2 separate regions of the Gossypium arboreum genome follow, and region 2 is linked to region 1. The links are chromatin contacts, called in public Hi-C maps. All regions are on one chromosome and are shown on one strand. Each heading gives the region's core, a stretch centred on a gene start, on an enhancer-like site or on the middle of the called end of the contact. The rest is flanking DNA. Distances are from core to core; before and after follow the strand shown.

What was found. A called contact is a pair of places that touch in the nucleus more often than the background predicts.
Region 2: a contact with region 1 is called in a Hi-C map of leaf, with 4 times the contacts expected there. The contact joins the promoter of LOC108469748 here to the promoter of LOC108469697 in region 1. A contact is called at or near these places in 3 of 5 Hi-C or Micro-C datasets (all in leaf).

The regions. Positions count from the first base shown.
Region 1 is chr8:34,626,715-34,629,676 of ASM2569848v2, reverse strand. It overlaps LOC108469697 (sucrose synthase 2), which reads right to left and starts at 1,451. Exons shown (of 15, transcript NM_001330032.1): 1 at 1,300-1,451; 2 at 1,004-1,136; 3 at 351-502; 4 at 30-222. The coding sequence starts at 1,397.
Region 2 is chr8:34,768,505-34,771,466 of ASM2569848v2, reverse strand. LOC108469748 (peter Pan-like protein) reads right to left here and starts at 1,370. Exons shown (of 7, transcript XM_017770767.2): 1 at 1,223-1,370; 2 at 836-1,033; 3 at 502-732; 4 at 179-271; 5 at 1-83. The coding sequence starts at 1,240.

The DNA.
Region 1 (2,962 bases), core at 202-2,701:
TAAAGGAAACCCCTCTGATGAATACTTACATGCCCTTTATATTTGTGGGCTCTCAGGAAATTAAGTAAAGGCTCCAAAGAATCTTTGTTACGGAACATGTTTGAAGAAAGGTGACGGTTGAGGAATTGGACGCCATTGCCAATGGATGAAGAGCGGTTGGGCCGAGGAAAGGATGCATTGAATGGCTCAAAATCAAGCTCAAGCACAAAATGGTTGTCCTCCCTACGCAATGTGTAAAAAGAAAAATCACAATGAGTTATGAGGTAGGACATTCATAATCAAGTACTATGAATCTATTGACTTCAAAGAAACAATAAACGCAACTTAAAAAGAACAGAAAATAAGCTTACCCCACATCTGCAAGTGCTTCTTTGAAGCGAAGATATTCGGACACATCCAGTTGCTCCACGCTGAGTTCATGAACATTGACTCGTACGTATTCCCAAACACCAGGTCTTGGGCGAACTGCTATAGCCACGTATGGAGGCAGAATTATGGCCTCCTGTAGTTATTAAAAAAAAAAACCCCAACAATTTAGTATATTAAATACAATAACATAATCGAGACCGTACATATTCCATTTGACAGACGTTAAAAGCTTACCTAGTACAAAGGCTGAAAGTTAGGCGTGAAAATTAAATAGCATTACTACTAAAACTTCAGTTTACATACACTCCTTTAAAGACGCAGCATCGAGGTAAGGAAAGAACATAAAACACATCCAGAAATTCATTTGTAAATTGAATTAGAGTAAATTTAGGAAAACAGAATCTTAAAAAAAAAAAAAAAAAAACCTAAAAGTTCAACTGAAACTAAATAGTACAAAAATAATTTAGCTGAAAAAACAATTAAGCATTTAAAAAGTATTAGATACTTTATTTACTGCATCATGAATCACGGACGAAAATTAAATAAATATCTAAAAAAGTCGTTTATCCTTTTTAACATATAAAAGCTAACAATATCTTAAAAATTAATACGATAATTAAGGGGGGGAAATGACCTGTGCAGATTTAAGGACTTCGCTAAAGGGACCATCACTTAGCTTCTCTCTAGCTTTGTCGTCGCCTACAACATTTTCCAGTTCATCGATCAAAGTATGCGGTTGCAGTATTCCTTTTCCCTGCGCCACGTACCTTCAAAATTCCACAACCCTAAACTTCAGTAACATATCTTCCTTTCCTTTCCTTTTACTTTTCATCGTTTTCCCATAAGCCAAATAGAGACTGCAAAATTTAAAATCCGGAAAAGAAAAAGAGAACAAGGTGATAGGAACTGTAAAATCGCGGAAGAGCGCACCTGGAGAGAAGAGCAACGAGCTCGTTACGATGAGCAGAAAGCGTGTCCTCCACGCGGTCCCTCATGCTAGGACTTCGACCGAGCTTAGGATTCGCCATTGTTAGACTTCGTATCTACTCTGTTACTGCTGTTGAAGTGAACTATTATTGATTGGAAAGAAAAAAGTGAAAAAGAGTTTTTATGAGAAATCAGTGAGTTTGAGTGAGCTGTGAGGCAATCGCTGCGGTTACATATATAATATAAATATAGATCAGCGCAACGAGGGGATGACGGACGCAGCTGATGGTTTTACTCTTTGTTCATTGGATTTGCGACACGTTGAAATAATTTGTAATGAAGGCGAAAGTCCAAGTTGCCGCATATGATGTTGAAACAAAATTGGATAATTTCGTTATTTAGTCCCTCAATTATTCATATGTTTGATTTTTGCCATTAAAAACTTTATAGTTGAAAAATGATCTTAATTTTTATTGGTAAGAATATAATAAAACGAATAATTATTTGATGCCTAATTGGATAGAAGAGAAGTTCATTTTCTTCACGTTTCTTCAAAAACAACAAAGATAATAAAAGTAAGACAAATTGACTCCACTAAAATATATTAAAATTGTGCTTGAAATTAGGAGCCTATAGGATATTTGTAAATTCTAGAATCTATAAATTTACTAAAATTTTGACACAAAATATATAAAATTTTATTTAATGTGGGATTTAAATACATGATCTTTGACGATTAAAACTGTGCTTTAATTATCAAAGCTAATCCTCAACTTTGATTAAAGTTTACATAAAATAATAAAGAACTATAAATATCAATAAAATTATTTTTAAAATTAAATAATAAAATTTAATATAGTATTTAAATAATTATAATAAATTTAAATATGTTTAAAAATAATTTATCAAAAATATATCCCATTCAACATCTTATTCTATTAAATTTCATATAGCTTTTCTTAAATCTTATTCTTTTGTATTTGTAAACCTAACCGAACAAAAAGATGGAGTCTTTAAAATTTTAGATTTACAATTATCCCTTTTATTATTTGTTCAATTAAATTCATTAATTTTTAAAAGAAAAAAATAATATTTATATAATTAAAATAAATATTATGATATATTATATCATATAAAATAGTATACATACATGTTTAATGACATATAATATATTAATTGTTATGTAATTAAATTATGAATGTAAAATAATTATTATAACATTATGGTATTACAATGTGCATATTTCTATTAACAAAATGTAATCTAAACCTTAAACATGTAACTAATTGTATATAGGTTAAAATCCTCTGTTACATCAACTAGACTTACTCCTACAAAAAAGAATCTTTTTTACCGACCAATTTTAATTTCAAATAAACCACTCTTTTTCGTTTGTTTCTCTTTTCTTACATTCTTTATTAGTAGAAGAGATCCTTGAGAAGATTTTTTGCCAATTCGGTAGAATTTGACATATGGAAATGTTATTTTCAGTTGACATGCCAAATAAAATTTGATATGTAACCTTTATATACAATTATGCTATCATAATATACCTTAATTATATATTACTAATTGTATATATTATAGTATACCATAAAATTAAGGGTAAATTATCAAAATAGTTACTTTTGTTTATCTTAGGTTACATTTTAGTCACTTATGTTAA
Region 2 (2,962 bases), core at 121-2,620, 140 kb before region 1:
ATAGAATAATGTCGAAAATCAATAAGCTTTGTGTCTTTATTGTAGTTAAGCAACACAATCCTCTGGCAAGAAGAAAGTTTAACCTGAAACATTCATGTCCAAACAATGTTAAAGAGGGAAGAAGAAAAGAAATGAGGTCACTTTGGATACTATAATTTAACTGTCTAAGTGAACTCACAGTGTTGATATCAATATCCGGAAAGATGTTCTTGAACATCATAGTCGTGAGCCTTAATTGTTCATCTGCTGCCGCAAAACCAGACAGAACAATCTGCCCAAAGATATATTCAGAATTACTACCATGAAGGTTCCATACAAGTTAAGGCATAAACTCAATGAAAGCATGAGGTTTCTATCTCTCTTTAGTTATGTTTTAATACAAAAAAACACAACAGTATTTGGCTCATAAAATGACATCCATTTCTAAGTTATACAAGCAGCTAAGAATTACAATAACCTAACAAGTTCCACTGCTGAGACAGTGTGAGTAGAAGAAATTACCAAAGGAGGATTCTTGAAAAGATCCTGAGGGCAACGAGGGCGCAATTGAGATTGGGCTATATCAACAGCCAATGAATATTCATGTATTTTAAATGTAAGAGTAGGGCCTTGAGGGGTCTTTGCAACCCTAAGGACAGGCGAAGTTTCGGTTTTAGATAAAATGAGGAAATGGGTTACACCCATTGGCCCTGCAACGTTCAAAAAGTCTTTCAGATTGTTCCTTTTCTTCTCCTGCAACCATTAAACAACAACAAACAATAAATCTAATTAAAGGGACAACTTATAAAACAACAAAATTTCATTTTTTTAAACAAAAAAGAGGGAAAGGAACTACCTTGAGTTTGAGAGCAGTATAAGGAAGCATCAATTTTCTCAAATCCATTTGAAGTTGCCTAAGAGGACCAGGAAGCTTCCCCCTCGAAAACACAAAACTCTTTGGGATTTTATTCCCTGTGATATGGTCTACATTCGGTTGCTGTTGCTGTTGCTGCTGCTTTTTCACAATTGGCTTAACAAAGACCTTCGTCTTGCTCTGTTTTTTTTTTTTTTAAAATTCAAATACCAGAACATGATTAAACCAAACCAACAAAAAAAAACAAAGAACCCCCAAAAAAACCCTAACTGTGCAAAAATAGGCCTAAATTAAAAGCTGAGTAGACTAATTTTGGACTTGAAAAGAGTCGCACAATGCTAAAGTTAAAGAAACAGAGCTATTACTTACGTTATGGAAACGAGCCATGGCTCAGAGGAGGGAGACGCCGCAACCTGTTCGAATGGAGTATTGAAAGAGAAGAAGGGTTTAAGGCTGGGTTTTTGGAAAAAAGGGCAATTGTCACTCAGCAAATTGGAATTATGCTCTTTATAGTTTATATGGCAAATAACTTGGTTTGGGTTAAACCAGTTATAAAGCTTTCAGCCCATTTACTTTTTTAAGCCCCAAAATTTGGTTCTGAATTTTAGGTTAACATAGAATTTACTCCCTTACTTATTATTTTGTAGGGATTGGTTAAAATATACCATTAATTTCTGTATTTTTACATTTGAATTTAGTCTCTCTATTTATTTTTAAAAATTTAGTCCTTCTATTTTTCATATTTCAAATTTTATATTCAATAGGCAATACATTGAAGATTCTTTTATTAAATTCACTAGTTTGAAATTTTGAAATAAAAAGAATACTAACTCGGGAGTCATGTAACAAAAATTAGCGTTATAATGAACCTGAATAGTGTTGATAACTTGTATTATGAAATTTGAAAAATAAAGGGATTATATTCCAAATGTACAATGAGTATAGGAATTTAGAGCATATTCTAACCACGAGAATTTAATCATTCTACTTTTTGGATTTACACTATTAAAATTCTTCAATAAAATTCAAGTCCTTAACAATGTTTTTTTTAGGTTAATTAGGTAAATATGATGAAAAAAATATTAGAAAAGTAGACTGAATTCAAACATATTTATCGATCTACGATGTTTTTATTCTTTCTCCTGAAGACACGTCCTACAGAGCTCGTTTTCACTAACACATAAGTGAAAACGCACCTTGTAGGACACGTTTTCCTTTCAAAGGTAACTATTCTTACGATAACTTTTCCAACAGTTACTAGGGCTCCAACAGTCATAAAAATTCCTATATAAACCCTTCCAAACTTCATTCTTTTCAATCAAATATTTAATACTCATTCTTCCTTCCTAAATTCTCAATCCTCAATTTCCAATTTTCTATTATAAATCTTCAATTTTCAATTTTTAATTTCGAATTTCTGGTCCTCAATTATTTTTTTAATTCTTTTTTAAAATTTTATTCTTTTCGAAGTTTTTCTTTTCGTTATAATTTTTAAATGGTAAATCAACTTAATTGTTTGGATGACAAGCATATCTCTAGCGTCCAATTACAAATGGTAAGAAAATTTATTAAATTATTTATTTTTAATAGTTAATTATTATGTTGTTTAGATTATTAATTTTTTATGTTTATATAGTGCAACATGCGAGCAACAACTAGGGAAGGTGTCGAACAGGTTTAAGGGCAGTTAGATCGAGATGAGATGGTTGGATGACAACTTTCAAACTATTGAGGCTTCTACAAGTGATGTTGAAAAGGAACAATTCGCACGCGCATTATCTTGAGGTTGATCAGAGGTCTGCTAATGCCAAATAAATCTCACAATAAGGTACATTTAAGGTGGCTACTACTCCTAGTCGACTTGAAAGAATTGGGACGACTTAGTCAGGGATTAATGGTGTTGGTGACATTGTATCGAGAAATGTGTCAAGTGAAGATATTGAATAAAGCTAAAATTGACGATTGCATGCTCCTTCTTCAATCATAAGCATGGTATCAACTACTATTTTTACGCCCCCGATTGCAACTTCCTTACGAATTCCCACTCGTCATATGGTAAAATTCATTTGACAATATCATTACAGTTTTTATTTTTCATTGTTGTAATTT